2 separate regions of the Triticum aestivum genome follow, and region 2 is linked to region 1. Evidence: chromatin contacts called from public Hi-C data. All regions are on one chromosome and are shown on one strand. The core of a region is the stretch at or near the end of the contact, and the rest is flanking DNA. Distances in the headings are between cores, read along the strand shown. Region 1 holds the start of LOC123164280 (importin-9). Region 2 holds the start of LOC100146086 (zinc finger protein HD1).

Region 1 (3,782 bases), core at 1,026-3,525:
CTTTTATTCTTTCCTGTTCTTTATTCCTTTTTCTTTTTATTTCTTCTTTTTCTTTTTCTTTTTCTTTTTTTTCTTTTTTCTTTTTCTAAATAGATGCAAAAAGTTCACAGAATTTTATGAACGATTATTTTTCCTAATTGGATGAACGTTTTTTAGGAAATCGGCGAACTTTTTTAAAAACCGGTGATCTTTTTCTAAATTCGATGGACTTTTTTTTAAATGTGATGAACTTTTTTTATAATTTCGATGAACTTTTTTCAAATTTGATGGGCTTTTTGGTTAAATTCGTGAACTTCTTTTTGAAGTTTGTATAATTTTTTCAAAACTGATGAATTTTTTTCAAAATCGGTGAACTATTTTCAGAATCGATGAACTTTGTTTCAAATTTGATGAACGTTTTTTCAAATTCGTTGAACTTTTTTTAGATTCGATAAACTTTTCTTAAAAAAGAAGGATGAACGTTTTTTCAAATTCGTTGAACTTTTTTTAGATTCGATGAACTTAAAAAAAAGGATGATCTTTTTACATATTTGATGAACTTTTTTCAAATAGATGAACTTTTTTCAAATAGATGAACTTTTTTGAAAATCGATGAACTTTTTTTAGTTCACTGAACTTTTATTAAACATCAATGAACTGTTTTTTTTAATTGGTAAACTTTTTTCAAAATTTGATGAAGTGTTTTTAAAATAATTAGGAAATCTAATAAATAGCGCTAATTTATTGGTTCTTATACATTTCGCGTTCATTGTAGTCTCTAGCGGTTACTTGTTGTAGTGGCTAGCGGAATGGTTCCTCCCTGTAGTTTCAATGCTTCAGTTCGAGTGACGGTACCTGCAGTTTTTTTGCGTGTTTTTTTCGCCAGACATTTTTCCTTCTACAGCGCGTGGTGGGCCGGCCCATGAGGTCGGTGTGCGAGCGCCAGATTCCTGAACCGGCGCTTAAGGCGCCGGTTAGGAGCTCCCTCCTTCGGTTGCTCTCGGAAGATTCTCATGTGATCTGGTCAACCATTGATCGTTGAATTAAACAAATGAATCTGAAAAAACCGTAAAAGATAAATAAACATGAAAATTTGTAAAAATTGTGGATTTGAACAAAATTCATAGACTTGTAAAAAGGTTCAAAATATATTTTTTCTAATTTTGAAAAAAATAAAAATTCTAGAAAAGTTCATAGTATTGGAAAAAAGGTTGTGGATTTGAAAAAAGTTCACGAATTCGAAAAAACTCGTGGATTTGGAATTTTTTTGCACACTTGAAAACGTTGACGAGTTCAAAAAAGTTCACGGATTTGTAAAAAAATTGTGAACTCAAAAATTTGACGAGTTCAAAAAAAGTTTGTACAATTTGAAAAAAGTTCACAAATTTGAAAAACTTCATGCATTCGACAAAATATTAATGGAGTTGAATTTCTTTACAAAATTTAAAATAGTTCATACATTTGAAAAAATAGTGAAATAAATAAAAAACGAAAAAGAAGAAATACCAATTAGGAAAACTGAAAAAAAGATTTGAAGTTTTCTTAAACCGACTGTAAGCTTCTAGAAGGTTTACAAAATCGGCTGGGATGATTCAGAAAAACAAAAGCAGCGACTGGCTGGCCCATTCACAAGCGGGGCGTTGTGGAAATGAAGAAAAAATGCGGTCGTGAAAGAGTGAAAAAAAATATTAAATGGGCCGAGCCCCGGTGGAGAGGAGATGTGCCGGCCTATCGAATATAAACAGTAACCGGCGGAGAAGGCGCTAAATAGAGTTCAGCTATTCCTACTATCTTTTTTTCTCTACGAGAACAATGCCCGTGCGTTGCAAAGACATAAATCTTCTAGTACGCCGGATTGTGATTTACCTGTCTATAATAATGCGATTGTGTGAATAAATGATCATCAAATTCTGCGCATGAATTACCTTATATTTTGATCCGAAGTTTGGTAAGTAAATTAAAGTGGAAAAGGCAAGTAAAGTAAGTTGATTTATTATCATGCAAGAAAAGGTGATTGGAAGAAAAGTGAAATGAAAACCTTATTTTCTTTTTAAGTAAGTAGAGGACTAGAGGTAGAGATAGAGATTTAGCTTTTTTTTAAGTAACAGATAGAGATTTAGCTAGGTATGCCAACTTTCCCGCCATTCAGCTATTTGGCATGCCAACTTTCTCGCCATTCAAAATAGCAGCCGCCTCCACCAAAGTCCAGCGAACGCGTACCGAACCAACAACCAGCCTGGAAAGCCGGCCCAGTCCAGCGCAGCCTTTTTCTTAACCCGTTCGCTCTCTTCCTCTTCTCCCCGGCCGCCACCACCCTGTCTCCTCTTCCGCCTACCCTCCGCTCCCGTATAAAAACCCTAGCGAAAAACCCCCAAATCCCCCACCATTCCCACCACCCGCCCGCCTTCTCCGAGCGATCCCGCTCAAACCAAAATCAATCCCGTTCAACCAAAAGGCGACCGCGCCGAGCTCCAACCCAACCCTAGGCCCAGGCGAGGCGTCGTCGGCGGTCGATCGTTTGCAATGGCGGCGGCGGGTGCGGCGGACGGCGACCAGCGGTGGCTCGTGGATTGCCTGACGGCCACCCTCGACACCGCCCGCGAGGTCCGCGCCTTCGCCGAGGAGTCGCTCTGCCAGGCCTCCCTCCAGCCAGGTTCGCCTTCGCCGCCCCTCGCTCAGTAACCGACCTTGCTGGATCGAGGCTGCTTCTGCTCCGAGTTGGTGGCCACGCTCCGTTGACGATTTGAGAGTGCGAGAGCTTCGAATTTGACCCCTCCAGATGCGCCAGCGGCTGCTTCGCAGTGTCCTAAAGCTCCCGTGCGCCATGCCGCTGCTGTTTAGGAGACGGCTGGCAGATGCAATTGCCTAAATACTACCCATGGAGCTGCTTAACTTTTGTTACTGCAACTGCTCTTGACCTGTTGTGCTGACCACCATTGCAGTAGTGGAATAAATTACACAGAACCAACACCTTTGAGACAGTCTATTGGAAAACAACCGCCTTGAACTTTTCCTCTCTCCAGAAAACCACCATTCTTGGGACTAACCGTTGCAGAGGATTGACTGCCTTTGACTTGAGCTAAACAACCAAAGTAATGGCCCTGAACCACTGTCAGGGCAGATGTGGCATCTCACATGGACAATACACGGAATTAGGCTCCAGCATATCCTTTTCCATTTCTTTCCCTTCTCTCTACTCTCTCCAAAATAATTACCCCCGACCATTGGTTGAGGGCGTGCGAGGATTGGTGCGTGATGCGGTGATGGAGGGTGAAGGACAAAATCCTGGACTGCAAGTCACTAGTGTGCCTCTTCGGCTCAGAGTTACAAGGCTCCATTTGCCATTGTGGTGATTTACTACTTACATTTCTCTTGGAAGCATCATCTTTGGGCCCTAATCCATGATGTCATTTTACTGTACTCATGCTTTTCAACCACATAAGAACCATATAGTTTGGTTTTGTAGCATCCTGAGTTCCTGAGTCATGCCCTCTTGCTCAGTTCTTGTGGGTTCATGAGTTATGGTTTTTGCTGCATGGTAGCTCATAACCTCTTGACTACCTAACTGTTGGAACAAAATATTTGAATTGGTCATTATCTTGAGACATGAAGTGTATTTTCACTCACTAATCTCCTGCTGTCAGCTGACAATTTCGTGGTTTTGCTATAATGTTTCCTCAGGATATGGAGCTGCCCTCACGAAGGTCACAGTCAACAAGGAGGTCCCATTTGGGCTACGTCAGATATCCTCAGTATTTTATTTGCAGTTTCTTTTCATGGGAACTCTGTTGTGTACACTGTAT
Region 2 (3,851 bases), core at 86-2,585, 340 kb before region 1:
ACTTTCACTTGCACCAAAAAAAAGTACTCTGGCTGATCTTATCATTTTATTTCATATGGTCTTCCACCTGAAGTATGCATGAACTCTAGTTTGAGGAAATTATAGCATGATATGTAAGTTGTAATGCCATAATAAATAAGTAATAGAAGAACTCACGCTGTTGTTGACGGAATCTGTGTAAGCACTAACCCCAGCAGTCACGGAGGCAGCCTGCTCTGCCCTTACAAGTGGTGCATAACCACTCTGATGTGGCCTGCTCACAATTGCAGACTGCGAAGGTACTATGCACTCACTCCCTTCCTTCTCCACGTACTCCTTTTGCATCTGCTGCTCCGCGTACTCCTTTTGCATCTGCTGCAGATGTTGTTGTTCTTGCATCACATACTGCTCTTGGTTGTTCATGTGGCTATCATAGTAAGAATTGTACCCGACAAGGTCAAAGTACTGATCCACTTCACCAAAGTATCTGCTACTGCTGCTGCTGCTGCTGTGGTTGCCACTGTGATTATGGTTATCAGAATCTTTGCTGAGCAGCAGCCAAGAGGCGTCCTCTTCCTTGCTGCCGAGGACAGGAGCGGTGGCTGCTGCCTCGGCAAATAAAGAAGCAGCTGGAATGGCTGCGACCGGGTGTGACACCACGGGCACGCGCTGGTGCATCGTGGCAAGCAGGTTTGCGTAGTGTACCTGTGCTTCATAGGCGGCGCACAACGCTGCAGCATCTGCATGACATTCCAGCACCACTGGTGCATGCTTGTAGGCCTCGGAGAGGAGCACACGCTCATGGCGCGAGGCCACACGGTTTGCAGCGTGGATCTGCGCATCACAAGATGCACAGAGGTACGCGGAGTCGGCGCGGCAGTACACCACGCTTGGCACCGTGCAACATCCGTCGCACAGCCTGGCCCAGCTCCCTTCTCGTCCAACCGCCTCCTCATAAACGGTGCCGTTGGAAACACAATTCATGAACAAGGTGGCCTTGTGACTTGCACCACAAAGACCATGCAAGGGGTATTAGCGAAGGTAGTAGCTACTGTTTCCCTACATATTCTGTGTATATGTCTTCTTCTGCTCCTCTACCTCTCATGGCTCTTTCGTATGTGTTCATGCACTGCCTATGTGAGTATGGAGGAATGTCAGGAATGTAGGACGTCCAGTCCAGAGTATACTAATAGTAGGGTGTCAGTGGGGTGACACTTGGCGTCATTCTTGGGGGCGAGGATTATAGTGTGCCTGGTTTGTGGTTAGCTTTGGATGTTGCTGCTTCACTATCCTGTGCCAATGCCGGTCTTCCGATGCAGAGTCGTTTTCAGATAAACATTTAATGCACCTCGGCATGCCTGCGAGTTAGCTCTAGTGTTGCTCAGCTAAATCTGCTTGAGCTTGATATCAAATCTATCTGGTGAAAGAAATTTGCATGTTTGCAAGTAGAAGACTTAAATCTTTTACAATTACTTTCCCATTTTTTGTCAGGATGATCCGTGTGTTCACTTTTTACATTTGTACTCAGATGCCAGCTAATTTGAATAGCCGCTGATGCAAACCCGGAGGTGCATTCCATCGATCAAGAGAACTCTCATATATATCACACGATTGATTGGCCCTGGATGATGAAATTGTCTTTGCCTGGATTGGACTAAACCTAAAGGTAGAAACTAGAGGGAACTAGAAGCCATTATGGTATAAAGGAGACAGAGGGAAGATGCTGCATCTCTCTTTATGAGCAGTTGCACCCTTTAGCAAAAGAGAAAGGGGAGCTGTCTTCTGTTAGATTCCAAAGCATGAGGTTTCCTGCCATTCATTGGCGCTCTCCCTTAGCCGTTCCGCCTTTTGGAACCTCAAGTGTGAGGTAGCAAGTTGAGATATTGAGAAAAGCTCAAAAGCACCCGCCATGTCACTAGATAGTTTCTTTGCCGTCCTATTCATCTGAAAATATCTAATATGATGTGTAGTGGAGAAGTCAATTTGACGGTGCGTCTTGCTTATCAGCTATGAGGATTTGCTAACCAGCAAGAAATTCCCATTGCTTCTCACGCGTTCTATTTAGAATCTGTTGTTTTTCTTTTCAAGGCAAATCCATCTGTGGTCTAGTCTCTAACCTTTCTGAGTTATGCCTTTGGTACTAGCCCTGTCAGACCATGAATTACTATGCATTTGTTACTATGCTTTGTAGAAAAGAACACACATTAATGTTCTTATTTTCACGAGTTCTTATATAGTATTTGAAAGAGTAGCTTGGTTATTTGAGTACTGCTAGTGCTCAGCGCAAGACAGCCATAGATACCTTCTTTATAGTGTAAAAAAGGAGATACTTTCTGGATTGATGTATTGAGTTTTTTTTTTTTTGCGAATAAGTTTGCTTGTTTGTTGGTTGAGTTAAGTAGTGTGTCAAAATTTAGAGATTAAACAAGATATATTCTTTATGTACATACTTCATTTGTGTATTTTCCTTTATTTTTATGGATAGAGGTGTATCACATATAGTCGACGAACTGCGCATGAAGTTGCATCAGATAAATTCTTCTGTGAATTAGATACTTTCAATGATTGAACAAGTCTTCACACAAGATTTTGGAACAAAAGATAAATTTGCATGTAAGTCTGCAACATGGCTACTGGTTTGAAGGAGCTTATGTTACTTGGTTAGATAACCTTGCACCACGTTAAACAAATTACCCCTTGGTATGTATGATTCAAAACAATAAGACGATAATGTTGGGGAAAAGAATCTCATTCCCACCAGTAGTTCGATCAGGTATGTGCAGCTAAAAGCATAAAGATAGATATTTTTCTGCTCATATCCATATTTATTCTGTTTCATGAGTGCGTATATATACAGAAGTTTCATGTAGGTGGTGACTCATGAGTTGCCAAAACAACTGAAGAATGGGCTCCATGACACAAGATATTTAGAAGATGGTGACAACTAAAGCAATGTTGGGGGTACTTTGACTGGGGCAGCTCTTGTGTCATGGTCGTGTTAGAGAGGTGTCCAGCAGCTGTCGTGAAGAAGCCTTCGAGGCCCTGTGCGTCGCTTCTTCGTCATTCTTGGCTAGAGGCTGGGCAAGGCGAGTCCCATGCCTTCACGTTCCGAAGAATGGGTTGTCTCCACACCTGGTTGTATACCGTCTTATGCCTTCGTGCTTTCTTTTCTTTTCCTGGCCTCGCCAAAATTTGGTCCCTCGTGCTTTCTTCTTATGAAAATGACCTGCTCCCAGGCATGTTCGAGAGAAAAATGCTAAAGTATAAAGAAAATCTCATTGGTTTAGGACTCGGTCAGACACACCAATTTTTTGGCTTCCTTCCAAGTTTTGTGAAGAAAAAAAGCAGGAACTCTGCCGATCAGTTAAAGGTAGGAGTTACGGTTTACCTGCAGAACAGACTGTTAAAGGCTGGTTTAGGCATTAAGCAGACAGGGGGTTAAGAAGCATTCAGAGGCAAAAGCTACACAGGTATTTTCCTTTCATTGGCTTTGGCAAGACACTTGTTGTACTGTAGCTGTCTGGATTTGTAAGATCCTCATGTCCCTCAGATATTCCAAATTGTAGTGCACAGGACCGTACTATTTTAAGTCTCTCCTCTGGTCCCCGCGCATCGCTTTTCGCGTGCTGCTGCCCCCGTTTTTGTTTTCCTCACTGGTATAGATAGATATCTTCCCAGAATAATTGGTTTCTATCTGTTCGAAAGGACGAAATGTCCCTGTTGCTTCCAGCTGTGTGATGGATACATCTGAGTTAACACGTTCCAAATCAACTGCTTGTGTTCATGGGAAGGTGATCTAACAATGGAACTTGAGGTTTTTCAGCAACTTAAGTCAAATATGAATAATTAAATACTAGCATATTTTGTTAGTT

The links. A called contact is a pair of places that touch in the nucleus more often than the background predicts.
Region 2: a contact with region 1 is called in a Hi-C map of leaf, with 5 times the contacts expected there. The contact joins the promoter of LOC100146086 here to the promoter of LOC123164280 in region 1. A contact is called at or near these places in 2 of 5 Hi-C or Micro-C datasets (both in leaf).

Annotation. Positions count from the first base shown.
Region 1 is chr7D:172,945,964-172,949,745 of IWGSC CS RefSeq v2.1, reverse strand. It overlaps LOC123164280 (importin-9), which reads left to right and starts at 2,275. Exons shown (of 33, transcript XM_044581696.1): 1 at 2,275-2,632; 2 at 3,661-3,722. The coding sequence starts at 2,503.
Region 2 is chr7D:173,286,657-173,290,507 of IWGSC CS RefSeq v2.1, reverse strand. It overlaps LOC100146086 (zinc finger protein HD1), which reads right to left and starts at 1,335. Exons shown (of 3, transcript XM_044588418.1): 1 at 1,267-1,335; 2 at 157-975. The coding sequence starts at 1,335. The region is part of intron 2 of LOC123170561 (peroxidase 11); the gene reads left to right.